2 separate regions of the Mus musculus genome follow, and region 1 is linked to region 2. The links are chromatin contacts, called in public HiCAR-type maps. All regions are on one chromosome and are shown on one strand. Each heading gives the region's core, a stretch centred on a gene start, on an enhancer-like site or on the middle of the called end of the contact. The rest is flanking DNA. Distances are from core to core; before and after follow the strand shown.

What was found. HiCAR-type assays count read pairs that join an accessible place to other places.
Region 1: a HiCAR-type map of PVALB interneurons shows a contact between it and region 2, with 3 times the contacts expected there. The contact joins the promoter of Gabrg3 here to the enhancer-like site in region 2. A contact is called at or near these places in 4 of 484 Hi-C or Micro-C datasets (cerebral cortex and cortical neurons), 1 of 115 datasets of contacts at active chromatin or transcription factors (PVALB interneurons) and 1 of 9 other capture datasets (pancreatic islet).

Annotation. Positions count from the first base shown.
Region 1 is chr7:57,385,360-57,390,422 of GRCm38.p6, forward strand. Gabrg3 (gamma-aminobutyric acid (GABA) A receptor, subunit gamma 3) reads right to left here and starts at 1,856. Exons shown (of 10, transcript NM_008074.3): 1 at 1,362-1,856. The coding sequence starts at 1,414. It overlaps Gm9962 (predicted gene 9962), which reads left to right and starts at 1,913. Exons shown (of 3, transcript NR_033504.1): 1 at 1,913-2,035.
Region 2 is chr7:57,278,646-57,283,776 of GRCm38.p6, forward strand. The region is part of intron 3 of Gabrg3 (gamma-aminobutyric acid (GABA) A receptor, subunit gamma 3); the gene reads right to left. Gm39017 (a long non-coding RNA gene) reads right to left here. Exons shown (of 2, transcript XR_882092.2): 1 at 1-5,131. Among named protein-coding and RNA genes, the nearest start is that of Gm39017, 21 kb to the right of the region's middle. Within about 2 kb of position 2,001, at least 5 of the 459 cell types and tissues checked have an H3K27ac peak or open chromatin away from gene starts, as enhancers often do. A contact at or near this core is called in PVALB interneurons, where this site is marked.

The sequences.
Region 1 (5,063 bases), core at 606-3,105, 110 kb after region 2:
CAGAACCGCAACTATAAATCTAAATAACTGACTGAACCCTGAACTGCAAGCTAGGTTTTTGAGTTGATGGCTATGGCAAGGGACTGGGTGATGGGACTGTAGCTTTCCTGATGCTTCTGGTGGTATCTGCCTCTAAACTAAGATTCCTCCAGGCACAATCTCCTTCAAAAGACACTTTCCACTGCACTTTCTAACTCCCTCCCTGGAGAGAAGAAACTTTGGTGGAGAGGCCTCGGATCCTCTGCTTCCTGAATGACTGTTCAAGTCTCCAGTGTCAATTCAGGAAAAACAAGTCCTGGCCGGTGGGGCAGGACTTTATTTATGGTTGCAGTAAGAATTTGGGAAGCCCTCTCTCATAGTTTGGGGGGGGGGGTTATTAGGCTGTCGTCCGAGTTCCAGTATTTCACAAATGTGAATGAAATAAAAGCCTGTGACAGCTATAGGACCTGTGACCCTCAGGGATAGCTCCTTTCTAATTTGCTTTCTAAGCCAGGGAATTGAGAAATGTCAAAACAAGTGTGTTCTGGGAATGGGGTGTCCTCCAATTCCTAGGGTGACAGTTGGGGAGACAACCAGGAATTTCCAAAACTCAGGTTAGTTCTGCAGGAGCTAATCAGAGCACCAATCTAGGAGGTGGAATTAAACCATGTCAGCATCTCTAGTTGTGTTTATGGCAACAGGCTTTAACCCTTCTGGTGCCACTGTCCTTCTTCTGAGCCCTTCTCTGTCTGCGGGGTGAATCTTCTGTTAGCTGACTGGTGCTGGTTTGGGGTATTCACAGTGAGATAATTTCTTACAGCTTCAAGAAGCTTCCATGTGAACCGCAACCTGATTCTTTAATAGAGATGGGGTGCTTGTGTGTGCTGCTGTAGGACCTGGAGAAGAAGCAGGGCTCTTCCTGACCACCTGCCCCAGCCCCCTCCACTTTCCTCCTGCAAATTACCTCTTCTGTAATCTATATAGGGTGGTTGAGAAAACAGAATTCCTGGGTCCGGAGGTTTCTTTTCAGTGCTGGAACATATAGAGTGTTAACCAATGCATGTCAGAAAGCCCTTGGATAACTGATGAGAAAGATAAGGCTACTGCCTCATCATTTTGATTTCCCAAGTCCCTTGAAACCACCACATCCTATAATCACCCAAACAGTCCCCACACAAACCGGCTTGCAGAGGGCTGTGGCGGCCTTGGAGCTGAGGTCTGGACCTGGGGGAGACCTACAGGTGAGGAGGTGAGGTGCGGGAACCTTCCCTCTTCTGCAGCCCAGTGGACGGCGCGCACCTGGGACTGGCGGCCGGCAGACGGCGCCCCCCGCCGCCCTTCCGCCCCCGCCGGCCTCTTGGAAACGCCTGGGAGCCACTTACCGAGCATGCAAGCCCGAGAACAGGCAGAGGAGAAGCAGCAGCTTTGCAGCCATGGCTCTCCGGGAGCGGGTCCGAGGCCTCTGCAGGGCTTGGTCTCTACTTGCTCCGGCGCCTACTAGACTCCCACGGGCTGCAGCGCCCAGGGTTCTGCGGACTGGGAGGGACAGGTGTCTGCTCCGAGCGCCGCGTCCCCGACGGTCCGGCTCTGCGGGGCGCACACGAGCTGGGGTGCGTCCGCTCTCGGGAGCGATCAGCACGGGGAAGGGGGGGCAGCAGGTGGCCGGGCACCCTCCTCCCGCAGCCCGAGCCCCCCACCTCCCGGGCCGGCTCGGGGCTCTGCGCTGGGGCAGCTGCGCTCCGAAGCGTGGCGGGAGGTCGCGGTTGCCTCGGTGGTGCCCGCCGGCCGCGGCGGGGAGGAGTTTCCCCAATTAACACGCTTGGCAATGCCAGGCGAAGGCAGCGAGGTTTGAATGGACTCGGAGTTGGGAGGTCGGGAAGGGGGCGGGGCTGGTGGGTGGGAAGGAGAGCTTGGGGATCCCGCAAGGAGGCGCAGAAGGGGCCTGGGGACTGGCCCGTGTCATCGATGGAGTCATGGGCACTGGTAGTTTTACTGCAGCGCACCCACCCTGCTTGTCCCCTGTGCCGTGTGCCTTCTCTTAGGGACGCCATTGCAAGTAAGTGAGATGGTTTGCCAAAAGGCGATCTTCTCTAGGGTGGTGCTTGCTTACCTGAACTCCCCCTGGTGCTCATAACTGTGGCTTGCTGGGGAAGTCCCAACAATGTCCCCTTTTCGCAGAAAAGAGAGACTAAAACACTATCAGTAATTAGTAGAAGTGAAATGTTTAAGGCCAGAGAGAAGGCACCGGAGCCAGAAAGCAAAGGACCCTGTTGGATGGGACTGACGTTATTTTCATGTTCCAAACTGAAATTGCTTGTTTTTATTTGTAGGATCGTTTAGAAAGCTAATCTTTTGGCATGCAAACATTAACTTCAACACAAATAGGAATTTTACTTCCATAATTAAAAAAAAAAAAACCTTAGAAATATATTTTCAACTACTAATCATAGACACGACAGTTTCGTTAATACTGGATGCTATAAAGTACTTCCCTTGCAGCCAATTTGCCACCATCATTATAAGTAGCTATGCCTGCTTGCAGGAATGCATCAAGTTTGGGCCTGTGGATTGCTGGCTTTCTTTCACAGAAGGAGGGGTTGGGAAGGTCATTGGATCCTCACCTGATGTCTAAACACTTCTCCCAGTCATTTCTTTGCAATTTTGCCCCCCATTGCCAATAGTCTGTGTCTAGGGGAAGGAGGTACTAGAACACATAGGCTTGGAAAAACTAGAGCAAGGAGATGAAGAGACCATTAATCATGTTAAGTGAAGTTGTTTTGTGAGCACCCAAGATCCTGTCAGCAACCTCTTACCTCTGTAGGGTATGGCCAATAAACTCCAGGTCCACAGGCTAAACTGTGTGGGGGTGAACACTGTTTTGTTGTTAGGGCCCAGGAGGAGGGTGTTGACAATGCTCCTATCTCCCCAAGAGAAGGGATTTTAGAAACACTGACAGTAAGCTTTTTCATAAAATACAGAGAGAAGCAGGTTGAAGCTCTTGGGAATTCCCTCCCTTGTCTCTAGATTCTCAGGTTAAGAATCGTAAGCCTGCTGGAGGCTGGAGGCTTTTCTTGATAATAGCATTGCTTTTAACTAAGGATTGTGCTATCTTGGTTAATCCCAGGCCACTGCCTTCTTCCTGTGTCACCCAGCTCACCCCAATCAGGACATTTTTTTATCACCCCTCTTTACCTGCACTTATATAAGTCTGAATGCCTATGTCCCATGGAGATTCCTAACAGCCAACACCTACCTTCCTTCTTGAAGTTTCTATCAAACTCTCCTTCATCTCTAATTTCTGTACCATACAAAGGAACCCTTCAGAATCTAGTCAAAGGATGGTGCACAAGCATCCTGAGTCTCTAAACAAATGCAATCATGACTCAAATTTTCACTCCAAGGACTGGTTTCTAGGATCGCTGGGAATGCTAAATCTGTTACAGAACACGTGTTAAGATTTTCATAGACCTCTGGTATGGTTTAAGCCATCTCTAGATTATTTGTAATGTCTACTATGTATAAATGTCATGTAAGTAGTTGTTATGGTTGTTTATGGAATAAGAGAAATGCCTGTCTGGTAGTGATATGCTTTTTAAAGACAATATTTGTATTCAAGTGTGTTTGAACCCAAAGAAGCAGAATTCATAGTTACAGGAGAGCCACCTGCCTGTCATCACCACCTAAGTTTAAAAGATATTCTGTAAGAAAACTAAAAAGTAAATGTAGCAGTCTTTCATGCTTGCATTTTTGACATAGTTACAGGAACATAGGTAAAAATAATGTCAGGCATGGTTCCATGGGAGGAGCCAAGAGTCAGTGTGGTTGATTCATTCAAATTTTCACAGAATAATCCCACTGCATAAGTAGAGAAGAGTCCCAGGAGGTTAAATACCACCCCCAAGGCTAAGATCTGCATAATCACCCTTAGTCGCTGTGTCCATTGTCCTTAGAACACGAAGCAGGGCAGACACTCATTGAGTCTTCCTGTTATGCTATATTCTCATCAGTTTTTTTCAGAACATGAGTTGTTTACAATCTATTATACAGTACGGACAGACTGGCATTTGGATGGCTCTGTAAAATGTCAGCATAATGAGAGGTGTCCTGGGATTATATGTGTCTGTATTTATCACAACCTGTCAGTGGAATAGATGTGAGACCTGTGTACAGCCCCATGCTGGCAGGGTTTATTCTTTTCTTTGCTGCATAGGTTTGATGTGCTATTATTATGAATGAGTGACACCTGACCTCTTCTGAAGTTTGGAATGCTTTGCTCCACTTATTGGACACAATGGGCCAGCTTTACAGAGCTGAATATTTTACTGTAGAAAGCCTCCATGGTACAGCCTGGGGAAAAAATATTTTATGCTAAATGAGTCAGGAGGGATGAGGTATTCAAAGCAAGCTTTCTGAACATAAGTAGGAAAGCAAACTGCAAGGTCAAGAATCTTCAGAGCACCAGCTGTTAGCCTTTGATTTTCCTCCGTTGCCTAAACTGACCGGGCTGGGGTGCTTTGCTGAGCACGCACACTGCACCGTATACCCTCGCTGCTGGCCAGCTTCCTATCTTCGGCACCTGAGAAACTTAACAGCTCCATTTGGGTGAGCAAAATTCACTTCTCTTTTCCTCTGTAGGAAAATAAACAGGAGGGGGAGTTGCAGGGGAGGGAGGCTATGCGAAGAAAAGAAAGAAAATTCTGGAAAAAAAAAACCACTGGTACTTCATACTAAGACCTAAGTAAGGCTTGTGAGTCGCTCTACAAACCTTGAGAGCCAACAAAGCACTTGTTCAGACAGCTACAATGCTTGGGGGAAGACCTGGAGGTCTGTTGCAGTTTGAGGGCTCAGCTATAGCTCCTCTAGGCAGGAGGTGTGAACGCCTGAGAAGCAGAGCTGGCTGCCTTAGCTTGGAGATCCTCTTGTGGCTTCTTGGAGAAATACCTCTCAGGATTCCCTCTGCAGCCTCACTTCACCTCTTACCAGCCCAGCGCCAGCCATACATTCTGGGTTTAAAACGAAAACCCCAGAAAGCCACATAACAAAGATGAGCAGAAGATGTGGCTTTCTGGGTTTTAGTTTTAATC
Region 2 (5,131 bases), core at 751-3,250:
GGTGATAATCTCACTGAGTGAACTCGTAAAAGGACATCACCCACCTGTGACTGTGACTTCTAGCCAGCTCTGCTGGGTGTCTGGGTGCTGTTGGGCATTTTAAGTCTGGCAGGATGAGTACCACCAATGACTCTTGGCGACCTCACCCCAGTTTGGCATATTTATCACATGTTCCTGATGGTCTGTATACTTATTTGCTCTTTGAATTTTCCTTCAGATCAATTTTATCTTCTAGCTGGTTTGCTCAAAAGCTAATTTCGCTTACTAATGTCTTCTGCACATGTTCCCTGAAAATAAAATGGTTTAACTCATATTGCACAATGCTGTGTGACTGAATACAAGAGAAAAGAGTACTTATATGTCCCATGTGGCCACAATCACTGGGGGTGATAAAAATCTAACTTGACAGGTCATAATGCCTACACTCCGGAACAGTCCCTGTGCGATGCCACCTGCACTTGGACCATTAAGAAACACAGACTTGGATGAGCTTTCCTTGTCTTTCTACAACACTGAGAGCCCATTAAAAGGTTGAGACTTCACTTAGGACATCACAAAATATTTCATTTTACAGAGAAGGTGACATTAGTGGAAACTAGATACTTCTCTGCTTTGGTTTAAATGTGTTCCTTAAAAATTCATGAGCTGAAAACATACCCCCCTCTACCCCCAATCTATATACTGATGGCATTTGGAGGTGACATGTTAGGGGACATGGTTAGGGTAAGAAGTGTCATGAAGGCAGAGCCTCCATGATGGCATTAGTGTCCTCATGAGAAGACAATTCCAAGCCCTGTGTCCTCATGTGATAGTCTCTCTCATGCCCTTTAAGAAGGCCCTGTCTGTATGCTAGTATCATGCCCTTAGATTCCCCAGTCTCCAGAACCATGAAGTGAATGAACCTCTGTTCTTTACAAACCATGTAGCCAGAGGCACACCATAGTATTAGCAAAGGATGGATTGTCCTCACTTGGGAGCCGACTCTTCTCCAACAACTCTGGATATCCAGTCTTCCTCCTCTAAGTTCGTCTGATCTGGGTGACACTGGTCCACCTTGCATCCAGGAAAAATACATCTTTAACAAACCTCACATGTCCTGGATTCAGACAGCAACACTCTCCCTGGACCAGAAAGGCAGAGTTGCAGTGGGGGATTTGGCTGGGGTGGTGATGCATGCTGATGTATTCATACAAAGAAAACTCTAGATGACATTTATTCATCTGTCAGTTGATACATGCATCACGTGAACACTACTTTTTGTAGTCTGGAAGGATACTCATCAAATAAGTCTTTACTTTCTCACAGTCAGACTGAGTTGAAATTGTTTGCATCTGTTGCTTCTTTGAGATTCTGTTTGTCTCAATAATCTATGACATGATGCCTGTACACTTGTCCACGTAACATGAATGTAGCCATGCCCAAGATTTCCACTTGCGGTATAGAGGAGAGAACCTAAGGTTGCAGGCATGCTATGGAATTGCCCTGTTACCTAGTTACACCCCCAATCCTACAAAAATTTTAAAAGATACACATTTTACATTTTTACAACTTGAAGAATTTCAAAGGATATAATCAAGAAAAACAAGGAAAGTCACACAGGTGAGAGCACTGCCTTTTCACAAGGCAGAGCAGACAGGGCTGCAGAAAAAGTGGCTGTGTGTGTGAGTCCCGATTCACGTGGCGCCCATTCTTCATCTCATTTGCCCCGCTATGGCAGCAGTGGCAGCTCCTCCAGCACAGAAACACCCATCCCGAGACATAAAGGCCATCCCCTGTGACAGACCCCTGAGTCATTTCTGGAAATGTCTTCAGGGGCCCAGAAGGGTCATTTTCAAGGCATCTGTTTTGACAAGTCAATCTTTTCCTTATTTTTAGGAACATTTAAGTTGTGTCATAAACATGCATTAGCACCAAATCATAAGTGGTCCTAATAGCTCCAAACATCAGTAGATGCTTGATTGATTGTATATGGGCCAGCTGTTCTTCCAGATCAGTTAGCAGCATCACTCGAGAATGATTCAGCCTCCAAAAGCCAGAGACAGAAGGTCATCCTGGCTGGTGAATAGTCAGAAAAGGAGAGAATAGCTGAGATGATGCTTTGATTCCATAGTCACGCAGTTAGCAGTAAGCAAGGTTTATACAAATATAACTGCTCTCTTAAGAACAGCTAGCTCTAGAATGAATTAGGGGAAAAATGAATATAAATAATTCAGAGATGTTTCCCAGAAGCCCAGTTTTTAATCCTACCAAACAAGGCAACGGCACTTCAGCTCATTTATTCTGACTTTCATTGAACGTTACTGTTGAGGTATGAGGGATCAATATCCGCCATTTCCTGGGAGTAGGAAGCAACCACATTGCCTCGCTCAAAGAATGTTTACCCCTTGCAGAATGAATCTAAGCTGGCATTCTTAAATTGACTGTTCCCCCAACACCACCACCATGGGAATTGGCATTCACACAATGTTGTAGCTGTTGAGTTAAATTCCCCACAGAGGACTGCAGTGGAAGGCAGGACAAAAGAAACGCTGAGGTTACTTTCCTACTGCTTGGCTAAGTGTAATAGTCTATCAGAACCATTCTGGCTAACAGTGTCATGGGTACCCCAAAGATGGCCAGAATCTCCCTTAGTGGGCCGATAAATTCTGCTTGGTACAGTTTTCTTTACTTTTCTTCCTTTAGAAACAAAAAGCTTATATCTCTTCAAAACAAGACAAAGTTAGCTGAAACTCATGGGATGACACCAGAGAATAAACAAAGACCTGAAAATGTTTTTTTAAGGAAACCTAAAGAGTTGACCTTAGAGCTTTAGGACATACTTATTAAACATTGCCCACTAACCACACCCTTAGTTCATGCCAGGATAATTTAACAACTTCCTATCATTTCAGGTTTTCAGAGATAAAGTTCCATGTTGGGCAAAGTTTCCGAATATTGCAAGCCCCACTGTCTTAGTTAGGGTTTTACAGCTGTGATCAGACATCATGACCAGGACAACTCTTATAAGGATAATATTTAATTGGGGCTGGCTTGCAGGATCAGACATTCAATCTATAATCATCAAGGCAGGAGCATGGCAGCATTTAGGCAGGCATGGTGCAGGGGGAGCTGGGAGTTCTACATCTTCATCTGAAGGCTGCTAGTAAAATACTGACTTCCAGACAACTAGGATAAGGGTCTTAAAACCCACACCCACAGTGGCACACGTACTCCAACAAGACAACACCTACTCCAACAGGACCACGCCTTCTAATAATGTCACTTCCTGGGTCAAGCATGTACAAACCATTACACCCACTCTGCTTTACCTAAATGCTCCATCCAGAATCCACATCCAATAGCATTAAGAATGTAGAGCAGAATTAAGAACAGAAGAACCAGGCTAGTGAGGTGGCTCAGGAGGTAGAGCCCTTGCCATAAAGTTGATGACTGTGCTTGATCCCTAGTACCTACATGATAGATGGAGAGAATTGACTCCTTCAGGTTGTCCTCTGGCATCCATAGAAGTATCATGGTACTTGAGGGGAAGGTGGTATATACTGGTGATGGTATATGCTTAAATAAACATATGATTTAAAAAAGAATTAAATAGGACTGAATATATGCCTCCATCTCTTCACCAAGTTTTAACCACTCATTTATTTGTTCACTCATGCATATGTCCAGGGTACGGTACAGAGCTAGGGACCTACTGGGTTTACCAGCTGAGACAGGGCAGTCAATCTGAGACTAAAGGCTATACTGGACTGGGCAACAAGAGGATGCTGGTGGCTTTGGAAGCTGGTTTTGCTGCCTTGTTCAGTTCACCACATGCTACCAATTAAGGCAAGGCAGAGCTATCATTCAGCTACCAAGGAAACAGGGGTGGTGTGCTTCCTTTGAGAACAATGACTATCATGAGAGAAGACAGACACAGCCCATCAATCAAGATGAGCATGTTCCACGAAACTGGTACTGATTACAACCTTTCCCTTCTGATGCCCAGTGTACAAAAATATTATCACCAGTGCCTAATGCTTAAGCCAGAGGGAGCTGTGATCATTACATGGAAAGTACTCGTATAGCAAATAGCTTGTTTTTAAAGTAAGCTATAAAATCTGGCATCTAATTTTATCTTCCCCCATACAAAATGGAACCATTACCTCAATGGTACAGTTTCACTACAGTAGACTACTTTGTTAGATGGTCAGAGTTTAAAGCCCAGCCAGTCCATGCCAGAGCAAACACTGGTGACTGATGGTCTGTTGCCACTGGCTACATGGGGATTCCCTGATGGAGCCAGGACATGCATGAGTTGCATAAAAACATACTACATGTTTGCTGAAAGCTCTTATTACCACCACAGTTATATAATATGGTCTACAAGCTTGGCTTTTCATTTCTTGCCATCATAGATACATTTGTCTATATAATATATTTTCCCACAAAGGGAAATCAAAATATCCCAACACTGTCATTCCTGCATTGTATGGAAGCACTGCTGATGATTTATTAAGAAAACTGTAGAGTACTGGGTGAAGATAGTTAGTGGTTTCCCTAGAAACTTAAGGTCTTGTTAGGACCAAGGAAGATTAAAAAAAAAAAAAAATTGGGAGCTATAATCAGAAATGTTAGAAGGACACAAGAGCTCGGGGAGGAGTGTGAAAACCCAGCCGCACCAGTGGGAGTTCTGCAGCCCTTCTCAGACACACACAGTGCTCAGCAACACTGGCAGGGCAGAGCTGGCAAAGGAAGACAGTGTGTTCTTCCTCACTGCCTCACAGCTCCACGCCTGTTACTTCTCAGCACATGACATAACCTGCGGCCACATAACTGACTCTACTCTAGGGATGGGGACTTATCAAGAATAGTTTTATCACGCCCACTCTATCTGACACCTAACTCGGAGCACATCTCAAGTATTTGGCTCATTAAAACATATATGCATACACATCCCCAAAGGGTTAGGTACCTTCTGAGGCTGTCTTATAGGCAGGAATTACTTTGAAAGGCATGACAAAGCAATTTGATTCTATCAGGCTGCAGGAGTGCGGGCTGCTTGTCTTAAAGTCCTTTCCCCAATAGCAGGCCATAACTTTCCATAGTAGTGGGCAAGTTTCAACCCTGCTGAGACCAGGTAATCAATGAGGGT